Regions from separate parts of the Ovis aries genome. Here region 2 is linked to region 1. A link is a contact called in public Hi-C data. All regions are on one chromosome and are shown on one strand. The core of a region is the stretch at or near the end of the contact, and the rest is flanking DNA. Distances in the headings are between cores, read along the strand shown.

Region 1 (5,095 bases), core at 1,960-4,459:
TCTATGTCATCTTTTCCCATCATGTATTAACATATTTAATGGATGTTCATTGAGCACCAGCTATGTATGTACTAGGCACTATGCTAAGCACCATCGGGGTATGAAGGTGAAATAAAACATGGATCATCCTAAAGCTCCTGCAGGACAACTATGCATAAAAGGGAACTGTTACAGTCACAGGATTGACATGGGAAGTATATATATTTTTTTAATATTAACAAGGATGAGGACAGAACCTCGAGAAAGACCTGTCTGTGGAGGGAGGAGGGGGAAGAAGAAAAAGAGGTAATGGGGAGACCCCTCTCCACTCCCGGTACAGACTTCTTCCAACCCACATAGGACAGGCCTGTTACTCAAGGCTCAAGAACACCCACAGATGAAGCAGGGCCAGGGCGAGGGCCAGTGCCCAGCTTGGCACCCGATGGTCAGTGTGGGAAAGAAGAGCCAGGTCAACAGGAAAGCTGCTGCCCAGGACTGGCCCCGAGGGGACAAGCCGAGGTCAGAAACCTGCCTGGCATCAGGTGGCTGGGGCCGGCTGGCTTGGAAACGGCTGGCTTGGAAACGGCAGTCCAGGTTAGTCCCTCGGTCAAGCAGTTGACCCTATGATAGCTGAAGGCCAGGCCATGTTCAATATGTGTCCGATTTGTAAACCTGGACTCTAAGGTATGGATCATAGCTGACAAAATCCTCAGCAGCCCCGAACGTGCTTTCCAAGCAGCTTCTCTCTGACTCTCAAGCTTCAGTGGAGAGAAGGTCAGCCCCTCTTTCCCAGTGACAAGCACAGGTCTAGACTGACTGAGCACGCAGGGCAGATGGCACAGGAGGTGCGGCTGGTCCATAGCCTGGCCCAGCCCAACAGCCACTCCCACCCTTTCTAGGATGGCTTCCTGCCCGGGTGTCACCACTCGGTGAGAAGGGAAAGAGTGAATGAGACCAGCGAGTGACGACGAAGGCTGGAGCTGCGGTGGCATCGTCAGGAGAGGTCAGAACCTACCATCCTAAAATATCTCCAAAGGGCCGTAAACCTCCCCACCATGAGCCTTCATGCCAAGTGTCTGCTCATTTCTAAACCATGGGCAGGAATTTTAGCAAGGACTGTCCACCCTGTTTAACTGCCTTCCAGGGAAGCGGCTGGAGGCTTCCTGGTGGCTCACTCCTGGGTTTCACATGTTTAAAGCCCATCCTGTGTTTAAAGCACATCACGTGTGTTCATCCATTTCATGTGCTCATTCGTCATGTGTGCTCATCTCAGGTGGGAAATTCTCAGCAGGACTTTCTTCACTTTGCTGCTAAGTCGCTTCAGTCGTGTCTGACTCTGTGAGACCCCATGGACTGCAGCCTACCAGGCTCCTCCGTCCATGGGATTTTCCAGGCAACAGTACTGGAGTGGGGTGCCATTGCCTTCTCCTTTACATCATGTCAAATGTAAACATTTATAGGGAAAGGAAAACTCAATGAAGTTGTCACAAACGCTGGTGACACTGCAGGTCAGGAGGCGACTGGCAGGGAGAGGCTCAAGGTTCCCATGGGTGACCTGAGAGTCAAATCATGTCCCTGGGCATTGAGTGGGCCCTGGGGGCCCCGGGCGCTGGGAGGCTCCAGCCAAGAGACCCGTGAGTCACCACAGGCCTTCGGGATTCCTAAAGGCGGGCAAACAGAGGGCTATTCTTCCGCCTGTTTTTGTTGGACGCCCAAGTGTCTCCAAAAACGGACACATATCTCGGAGCAGATTAATGTGAAGGAAAAGTCAGGACTGGGGAGAAAAAGAGAGAGGCTGTGGAGCTGATGCTCTGTGGCTGCTCCGAGGCTCAGCCTGAGAAGCTCCCGGGCACCGGGGACTCCAAGGCCAGGGTCGCCGGGCTCTGGAGGGAGTGGAGAGGGGCCCAAGGAGACCCTAGGACAGCCAGCACAGCTGCCAAAGCCGCATGGAGGCCCAGGACCCCGTGCTGACTGCCCAGCCCTGCCCCTCCCAGCTCTGCTCCGCCGTCCAGCCTGTTCCAGTTTCTTCTCTGAAGGAGGCTTTTTGATGGAGCCTCATTCTGTGCTCAGTGACATGAAAGAGATGCTGGAGCTGATTATCAAAGGCTCCACACGCCAGCGGTGGGGCCTGGGGCGTGTAACCTTATCTCTTCCTCCAGGTCTGCATCCTCCCGCCTGGCCAGCACACACAGCTTTTCCCTCCTGAGTCCCCATCAGATGTTCCTCTGAGTGGGGATGTGAACTCATACCTTAAGCTTGTAGGGCACGGTCAGGTGAACAAGCCCCACAGAGCTAAAGGCACGGACGCTGAGCGGAAGCTGACCATGGCCCCAGGTCTGGCTGTAGGATCCTCTCTCCCTACGGTGGCCACGTGGCGTCCAGACCTCCTTCTCTGCCGGCCCCTCCTCCAGAAAAAGCTCCTACCTGGTCTCCAGGAAACCCAGTCCCCAGGAAACCCGGTCCATCCAAACACCAGAGAAGGCAGGGTATGGCGGCAGGGGTGACACAAATCAGCACAGTGGCCGTGCAACTGGGTATAACCGTGAAAGTTATCTTAGGATGAGTACTTCCATGGAAAACGCCCATCCTGTAGTACTGAGGATAAAACGGGGATCTTAACAGCACGGGTGGAGTGACTAAAGTTTTGTAAAAATAAAACAAGTTGAGTCCACAGAGGAAGTCTGAGACTAGTGATTCCAGCCACAGCTGTGGTCATGACGGAGAAAAGGGCCTGGATGGACTTTCCTTCCGTCTTCCTTTGCTTATGCATATCCCCTAACTTGTCCATAAAATGCATCATTTCCTAAAGTTATCAAAGTTCAGGATTTAACCCTACAAACCTGCCGAGTCCAGGGCCGCCCTCTCCCCTCTGCCCCCTCTCCTTCCCCTGCATGGGGCCACCCCTGCCTCCCTCACACACACCATCCACGTTCCCCAGAGGGCCCCCTGGGCCCGTAGCATCCACTGGACACTGGGTAGCACTCTCCGGCTCCTCTGCGCCAAGGGGGTCAGGTCAAAGCAGAGATGCCCCATCGTGGGCCCAGGGCTCTGCATTTGTCCACTAGACCCCCAGCTCTCTGAGTCCTTCAGAGGCTCACAGGCCTGCCCTGCTGCCTGGAACCATCCAGGCATCCACGGGGTCACTCAGAGGCCTGGGGGCACCCCACCCCTCACTCAGATGCCAGGCGTCCACTGCCCTCTGCTGCCCCCAGGCGGCCGACAGCAGAGCCCTGGAGTGCAGGACCCCACTTGCCCCTGAACTGTCTGCATCCCTTTAGATGGTCAGCTGTGCCTGGATAGACCACAGGCCAAGCCCACAACCACACACCATGCAGCGAAGGCTCGGTCCTTTGATTGCTTCTCCCCAGGAAGCTCCCCGTGAAGGAGAGCAGAAGGCTGGGACTGGTGCTGCCCTCCCACGGTGGGCAGGCCCTGCCGGGAACTGCGCTCCGTGAGGAAGACAGAGATGCACACGGTCCTGCCTGCCAGTGTGGGGTTCCTTCACAGACTGAGTCTGCCCTGCTCCCCGCCAAACAGGGCCACCAGATGGGATGCAGACACCCACGGGAGTGGAGCTCAGGTTCACAACCAACAGTGCTTTGGTATAAGCACATCTCAAATGTTTCACGGGATATACTTATCCTAAAAACTTTTCATCATTCATCTGAAATCAATGTATCTGGGCATTTGGTCTGGGGGAGTTTTGTTTGTCTTTATTGGTTTGGGGAGTTTGTTTCTTTGTTTCTAAATCTGGTAGCCCTCTCCCCACGTCAGCATCCCCACCTTAACAGGACTCACTCCCTGAAACGCCCGTCCCCATGTCTGTCCCCCAGCAGCACGGTCGTGCAGTGACACGTGACGGGCCTGTCCTGACAAGGGAAGGCAAGCGAGTTCAGAACCCCCGGTGGGAGGCGGCCGCTCCCGGGGCTCCTTCTGCTCAAGCGGTCACCTTAGGACAAGGGCACTAGCTTCCTTGGGAGTGGCCACTTCTCTCATCCCAGCTGATAATTTTTTCTGAGTCAGAGATGAAAAGCACTTTTAGGGCCCCAGCATCTCTCGAACGTCTGTTACTCATTCTCTTTGACCTTGATTTGTCTCAATCTTGTAGAAGGGCTCAGGCATGCCTGTGACTATCTGATTTGTATTCTAAGCTGATTACACTGTGGAGCTGGCATTTCCCTCTAGATAAGAGCGAGAACACTCACATTTGTTTCCAAAGGCCTCTGCCATGCATTCCGTCATATTATCTTTCTGCACTGGAAGACAAACAGATCAGCAGCCCCACCCCCACCCCCAGGAAGACATGTTGGAATTACCTGGAGGTAATAGGGCTGCTATACCTGGAGGTGGATAGGGCTTCCCAGGTGGTGCTGGTGGTAAAGAATCTGCCTGCCAATGCAGGAGACGGGTTCGATTCCTGGGTTGGGAAGATCCCCTGGAGGAGGGCATGGCAACCCACTCCCGTATTCTTGCCTGGAGAATCCCATGGACAGAGCCTGATGGGCTACAGTCTGTACGGTCGCAAAGAGCCACACACGAATGAAACGAGCACAGCACGGCACAATCTCTTCATGTTCTTCCTTGAATTCAGCTGAGCACCTCTGGGGCACCATATGGTTAGGAAGATAGTGAGTAGGTGAGTAAGAAGGTAGATAGTAAGTAAGCAGGTTGGCAGGTGGTTAAGTAGGAAGGCAGGTGGGTAAGGAAGTAAGAAGGTAAGCAGGTAGGCAGGTGGGTAGAGAATTGGAAAAAGAACACATGCGCACATAGCCGTGAACATCTGAGACAACTTGGAAAATTAACCACCATATGTTGCTTGTTGTTTTGTCATTAATACATGTTGTTTAGTCGTGTCCGACTCTTTGCGATCCCAGGGACTATAGCCCTCCAGGCTCCCCTGTCCATGGAATTCTCCAGGCAAGAATACTGGAGAGGGTTGCCATTTCCTTCTCCAGGGGATCTTCCTGGATGTATACACAATATACAACAGAAAAACCAATAGTAAAATTAGAGTCAAAGTCTGATTGAAGAGCAGACAGACAGACAGCACCAGGTCATGGGGCGTGGGGATGCAGCCACTGGGCACCCAGTCCCGAGTCCCCTGTGACAATGCAGG
Region 2 (4,933 bases), core at 1,756-4,255, 220 kb before region 1:
ATGTTTTAAGAGGAAAATCTGACTTGGAAGTACTTATTTCTGAAAGCAGAAATGGTCTCAGATGCATATAGAACAGTTTCATGTTAAATTTCCCTTATGGAGGAGATCTGCAAAATGTCATGCTCTCCAGTTACAAAAACATTCTTGTATGAAGCGTCCATAAAACCCATGTAAAATGTGAACCTGTAATTATTTTAATAATTATTCTCTAGAAACTATATCCTACATTGTGCCAATTAGTTTTAATTTTTTCTGACTTCTTTATTCCTGGTGATATACTAAAACTAAAGTCTGCTAAAAGCAGATTTCTTAGGTGATTTCTACCCAAGGCTAACACATGTGATCACAACCACCGCAGAAGCACACAATAAAACGTGTTCAGCCTATTTCAAAATCATACTATGCTTTATGTCCAAAATCATCACAGATACGCTGAAAGCTGTCATTCCATAACTGAAAATGCTGAATTTGTAATAAGTTCTCTTTCTGTTGGAAATTTCAGACTGCTTTTATCTTATATGCAAACCAAGATATTAAAATATGCCTATAAACTTAACGTTGGATGAAAAACTATCAGCACATCTCTGACCAAGGCTGTAAAGAACAAGAGGCTAACACGCGCTGTGCACAAACAACTGCTGAGAATGAGGCTTACGCGCTTTACAAAGTGAACCAAAAAAGTCTTTATTCAGAAACAGCTGGGAGAAAAGTATGACAACTCCTGGAAGTATATAGTATGAACTGACTGCACTTCAAGAACACGCTAATGATGCTAAAAGCCCACAGCTGCGCCCACCCCACAGTCTGCCCTCATGGGAGAGGGACGCAGCCGGGTTTGCAACTCGGCACTCAAGACACCTGCAAACAGAACCTAGAAAAGCACAGGGTCTGGGCAGGTCTTTGGTTGTTTTTTCTAAGAACTAAGATGCTACAGGAAACACTAAGAGTGAGAATTATGCTGAGACCAACATAACACACTGCAGGAGGCAGGACAACTGTCACAGATACCTGCTTTTCCATACTCAGAAGCAGCGCTGTCATAATCCGGCTTCCATTTCAAAAAACCAGTTTTCAGGCTAAATGAAAGGAAGATACAGTTAACAGAAGTTATCAACCACATTCTTAAGTCAGAACCCTGCTTGTAAGGACTTTGTAGGTCTGTAAATAGGGAGAGAGGGGAACCATCAACTGGAAAGTCCCCATTAGTCTACCTCCATCCAAAGTTCCTGGACACACTTCATCACTTTCCCTCCCACTGTCACAGACATGGTCTCCCCCTTCTGAAATGTCTACATAACATCCAAGGAGAGTTGAGGTAATCACTGCCTGGTCCCCAGACGAGCAGTGCCAGTATTTGCTGCTAGCTCGCTAGAAATGTATGAATTGTTAAGCCTCCCCCAGCCCTGCTGAACCGGAAACAGGGTAGCATCAGCAGCATCCAGGGTGTAACAAGCCCTGAGGTGCACTAAAGCCTGGGACAGTCGAGGTACCGCAGTGAGCAGCTGGATTCCTGAGACTGCAGCTCAGGAGAGGCACAGATAACCTGAGCCATCAACACAGGCCACACCAGCGCCCAGTTAAGATCCTCCAAGGAGACTGCAGAGCGAGGCCAGAAAGACAAACCCTCAGAGGGACAGAGGGCGGCAGCAGGAAGTCTGCAATGAGCTGCAGTGGACAGCAAGGGCAACCAGAGGGCAGGGCAACATGGGGAGGAGAGCGGGACTGGAGAACAAGAGCAGCTGCTCTCCAGGACCACAGGCCAATCGATCCTGAGCCCACATCTCCGTGTCCTTTCCGTTGATGCTTTCTGTAACTTCAGACTTACAGCTTAAACTAACCCTGTGACTGTCAAACTTAGGTATGCATGCTGCTGCTGCTGCTGCTGCTAAGTCACTTCAGTCGTGTCCGACTCTGTGCGACCCCATAGATGGCAGCCCACCAGGCTCCCCCGTCCCTGGGATTCTCCAGGCAAGAACACTGGGTGTGCATAAGAATTGCTAAATAAAACACCATCTTAAATTCTGAATTCAGTTAGTGAAAGCCAAGGAATCAGGGGGGCACCTTAACTGAGAGAGGGGGAAGCCCCTATAGCCTGCAGACGTTCAGCCTTTCTTGTGTTCCTTTTAATTTGCCAATTAAAGTTTATGTTTGTGTAACTCTACTGTAAGGTTCAAATTTGTAAACAACTCTCAAGCTAAGAAAAACAAAACGGTTAAAATGCAGCTTGTCTACTCTAATCCACAAAATTGAGAAAGCATCGCAATAAAGCAAAATTCTAATCCCCATCCCTACCCCGAAGTCCTCATTATATTTTCCACCGTGTGTGTGTGTGCGCTCGCGCGCACTCAGTCGTGTCCGACTCTCTGTGACCCCATGGACTGTAGCCGGCCAGGCTCCTCTGTCGTTGGGATTCTCCAGGCAAGAATACCGGAGTGGGTTGCCATTCCCTTCTCCAGGGTTCCTGACCCAGGGGTGGAAACCGCGTCTCCAGCTCTGTCAGATGGATTCTTTACCACTGAGTCACCTGGGAAGCCCCATTGTCCACCAGAACTTTTAAAATTCCACCAAAGACAAGACACATCCGTTAAGTCATCTTGTTGCTACACTTGGGAAAAGCTAGAGATTTTAAAACATAGTTGGGCCAGGTAACTGCCCAAAGAGCCAGGAACCAGGAGCACCTGCGCGAAGATACAGAGAGATGCGCTCGGACCCGGCAGCGCCCCCACCGCCCAAGGCACGCCCACTTCCGGCGGCGGAAGGCAGCGCTTCCGGGGCGCGGCGGCCCCACCCCGTCCGCCCGGCTCCGCCCCCGCGGCAGAGCCCCCCACCTGGTGCTGACTCAGACTGGCCTAGGAGGCGCCGACCCCGGCGCTCGCCCAAGGCCGCGCTGGGCCCCTCACTCACTATTTCTCTGCTTTGGCCAGGTGTTCCAGCCCCTCGTTTATCTTCTGAGCCGCCATCTCCGCGGCGCGGCCCTGACGTGGAGGCCGAGAGCCCGCCGAGTGGGCGTGGGAACGCCGAAGAGGAGGCCGGGACGGCGCCGCCGCCGTACTACCGGGGCTCACAGGGCTCAAACCTAGCGCAGCGAAGCGGCCCGGAAGCCGCGTAGGCGCTATGCAGACAGACGTTATGCACGCAGACGTTGTGCAGGCGCAGAGCGCGCGGAATGGTCGCACGCGTGGCTCCTGCGCAGGCGCGGTGGGTAGAGAAGGAGGTTCGTGCATCTATTGCCGGGGTTGAGCTCAGGTGTGTTGAGCACCTGTTATGTATCAGGTGCGGTTCTAACCACGGCAGGTCTGCAGGGAGTGCAACAGGCCGGACCCCACGCCGGTGGACCTCACCTCCCTCTCCCAAGAATGCGCGTGGGCGTTGCGATCTGTTCCTTTCCTTTTTCGGCCGGAACAGTCTGGATCATTCATCCTACATCTGGGCCAAACGTCTGTCAGTCAATCTGCAAACTCGACTGTGCGTCCGGGTCACTGCTGGGTAACCACGGGCTGATGCTCATCAGTGCGCAGCGGTTGAAGGTCGGGGGCAAGGGATTCGCAGAAATACTAGCAAACCAGCTGCCGACCCACGACTCACGGTGGTTCCAGCATATAAGTGGACCCACACAATTCATCCCATGTTGTTTAAGGGTCAAGTGTATTGTATTAATAATAACTCACATTACGCCCATTTAGGTGCATGGACGGATTATAGATTTCCAAATGTTTTTAAAGAAAAAATCACAGTGAACTTTACTGCATATGGGGCTTTTTTGAAATTTCACTAATAATTTGAAAGTTGGGCTTGAGAGTTTACTAGGTTTGATTGAAGCGGGCTGTCAAGTGGCTTTCTCCCCCCTCTCTCAGGTTCTGCGGTCAGAGGCCTGTGGGCTCTGTGTCCTGCAGTTCCGCCTAGGAACACCAGGTGGCACTACGTGCACGTGCTTTTACAACCTGGAAGTACCCAAACAAAAGAGATGATGACATTGGATGACAGGGTCAAATTCGGTTTTGCTTTCTTACTGAACTTTTCACATAAAAGCGATGCTCTCACTATGTTGTAGGTAAGTTATGCAGTGCTGCCCAAGAGCTCTGAGTGCAGTAGAGCTGGGACGATCTACAGTATTGATGTCCAACATAAGTCACTTTCGCAGGTGCTTGAACCAGCACAGTCCTCTTGATGAGCATCACTCAAGACGGAGAAGAAACTGCTGCACAGCGTGGCATGAAGTATCTTAGTTCCCTAATCAGAGATTGCACCTGTTCCCCCTGCATTGGAAGCTCAGTGTCTTAACCACTGACCACCAGGGAAGTCCCTTGTTCCCTTTGAATAAAAGGGAATAAAACCACCTACTGACTTGGCTTCGTGGAGTCCTACTCTGTATTTTGTTGGACTGCTTGGAGATGACCTAGTTCCACCCTGTGAAAAGTCTCTTTTTAATACCGCATCCCATAGGTGTATTTGTAAAAAGGACTTTAGCCTTAAATTATAATAGTTTAACTCTCTTGCAAGGAGAATATATTCATGTGGCTATATTTTGTGCAAATGTCAATTAAGAAATTTGAAATAATATAATTTAAAATATTAACACGACTTTTTTCTATGAAGTTTAAAAAAATAATAAATAACATGCATCTTCCAAGTGAAAAATTCCTCCAGAAGCCCTCAACGTGATGGTGTTGGGAAGAAGCAGATGCCACTTGGGTTTATCCTGTTTGCTCTTGAGGCATTCACTCAACAAATCTTTGTGGAGTGGATGCTCCAGGTTGTACCCCACCCCCGGGGAGGGGGCAGGTGTGATCCGGGAGCAGAGACACGCTAAATAAACCAATGTGGAGGGGACGCTACATGCAGCGGGGGTGGTGGTCGGAGCGGCCACGGGGGAGGAACAGAATAGAAGGAGGGACCTGGAAAAGCGCACCTGTCCAGGTGGGCATGGTTACCT

Evidence for each region. Hi-C and Micro-C count contacts between places; a contact is called where the count stands out from the background.
Region 2: a Hi-C map of hypothalamus shows a contact between it and region 1, with 4 times the contacts expected there. The contact joins the promoter of NAPG here to the enhancer-like site in region 1. A contact is called at or near these places in 6 of 16 Hi-C or Micro-C datasets (hypothalamus, liver, mixed tissues and 2 more).

What each region holds. Positions count from the first base shown.
Region 1 is chr23:42,470,370-42,475,464 of ARS-UI_Ramb_v3.0, reverse strand. No RefSeq gene overlaps it. Among named protein-coding and RNA genes, the nearest start is that of VAPA, 64 kb to the right of the region's middle. Within about 2 kb of position 3,209, at least 12 of the 54 cell types and tissues checked have an H3K27ac peak or open chromatin away from gene starts, as enhancers often do. A contact at or near this core is called in hypothalamus, where this site is marked.
Region 2 is chr23:42,686,528-42,691,460 of ARS-UI_Ramb_v3.0, reverse strand. It overlaps NAPG (NSF attachment protein gamma), which reads right to left and starts at 3,005. Exons shown (of 12, transcript XM_042239278.2): 1 at 2,679-3,005; 2 at 1,009-1,076. LOC105604488 (a long non-coding RNA gene) reads left to right here and starts at 3,190. Exons shown (of 2, transcript XR_003586653.3): 1 at 3,190-4,051; 2 at 4,142-4,350.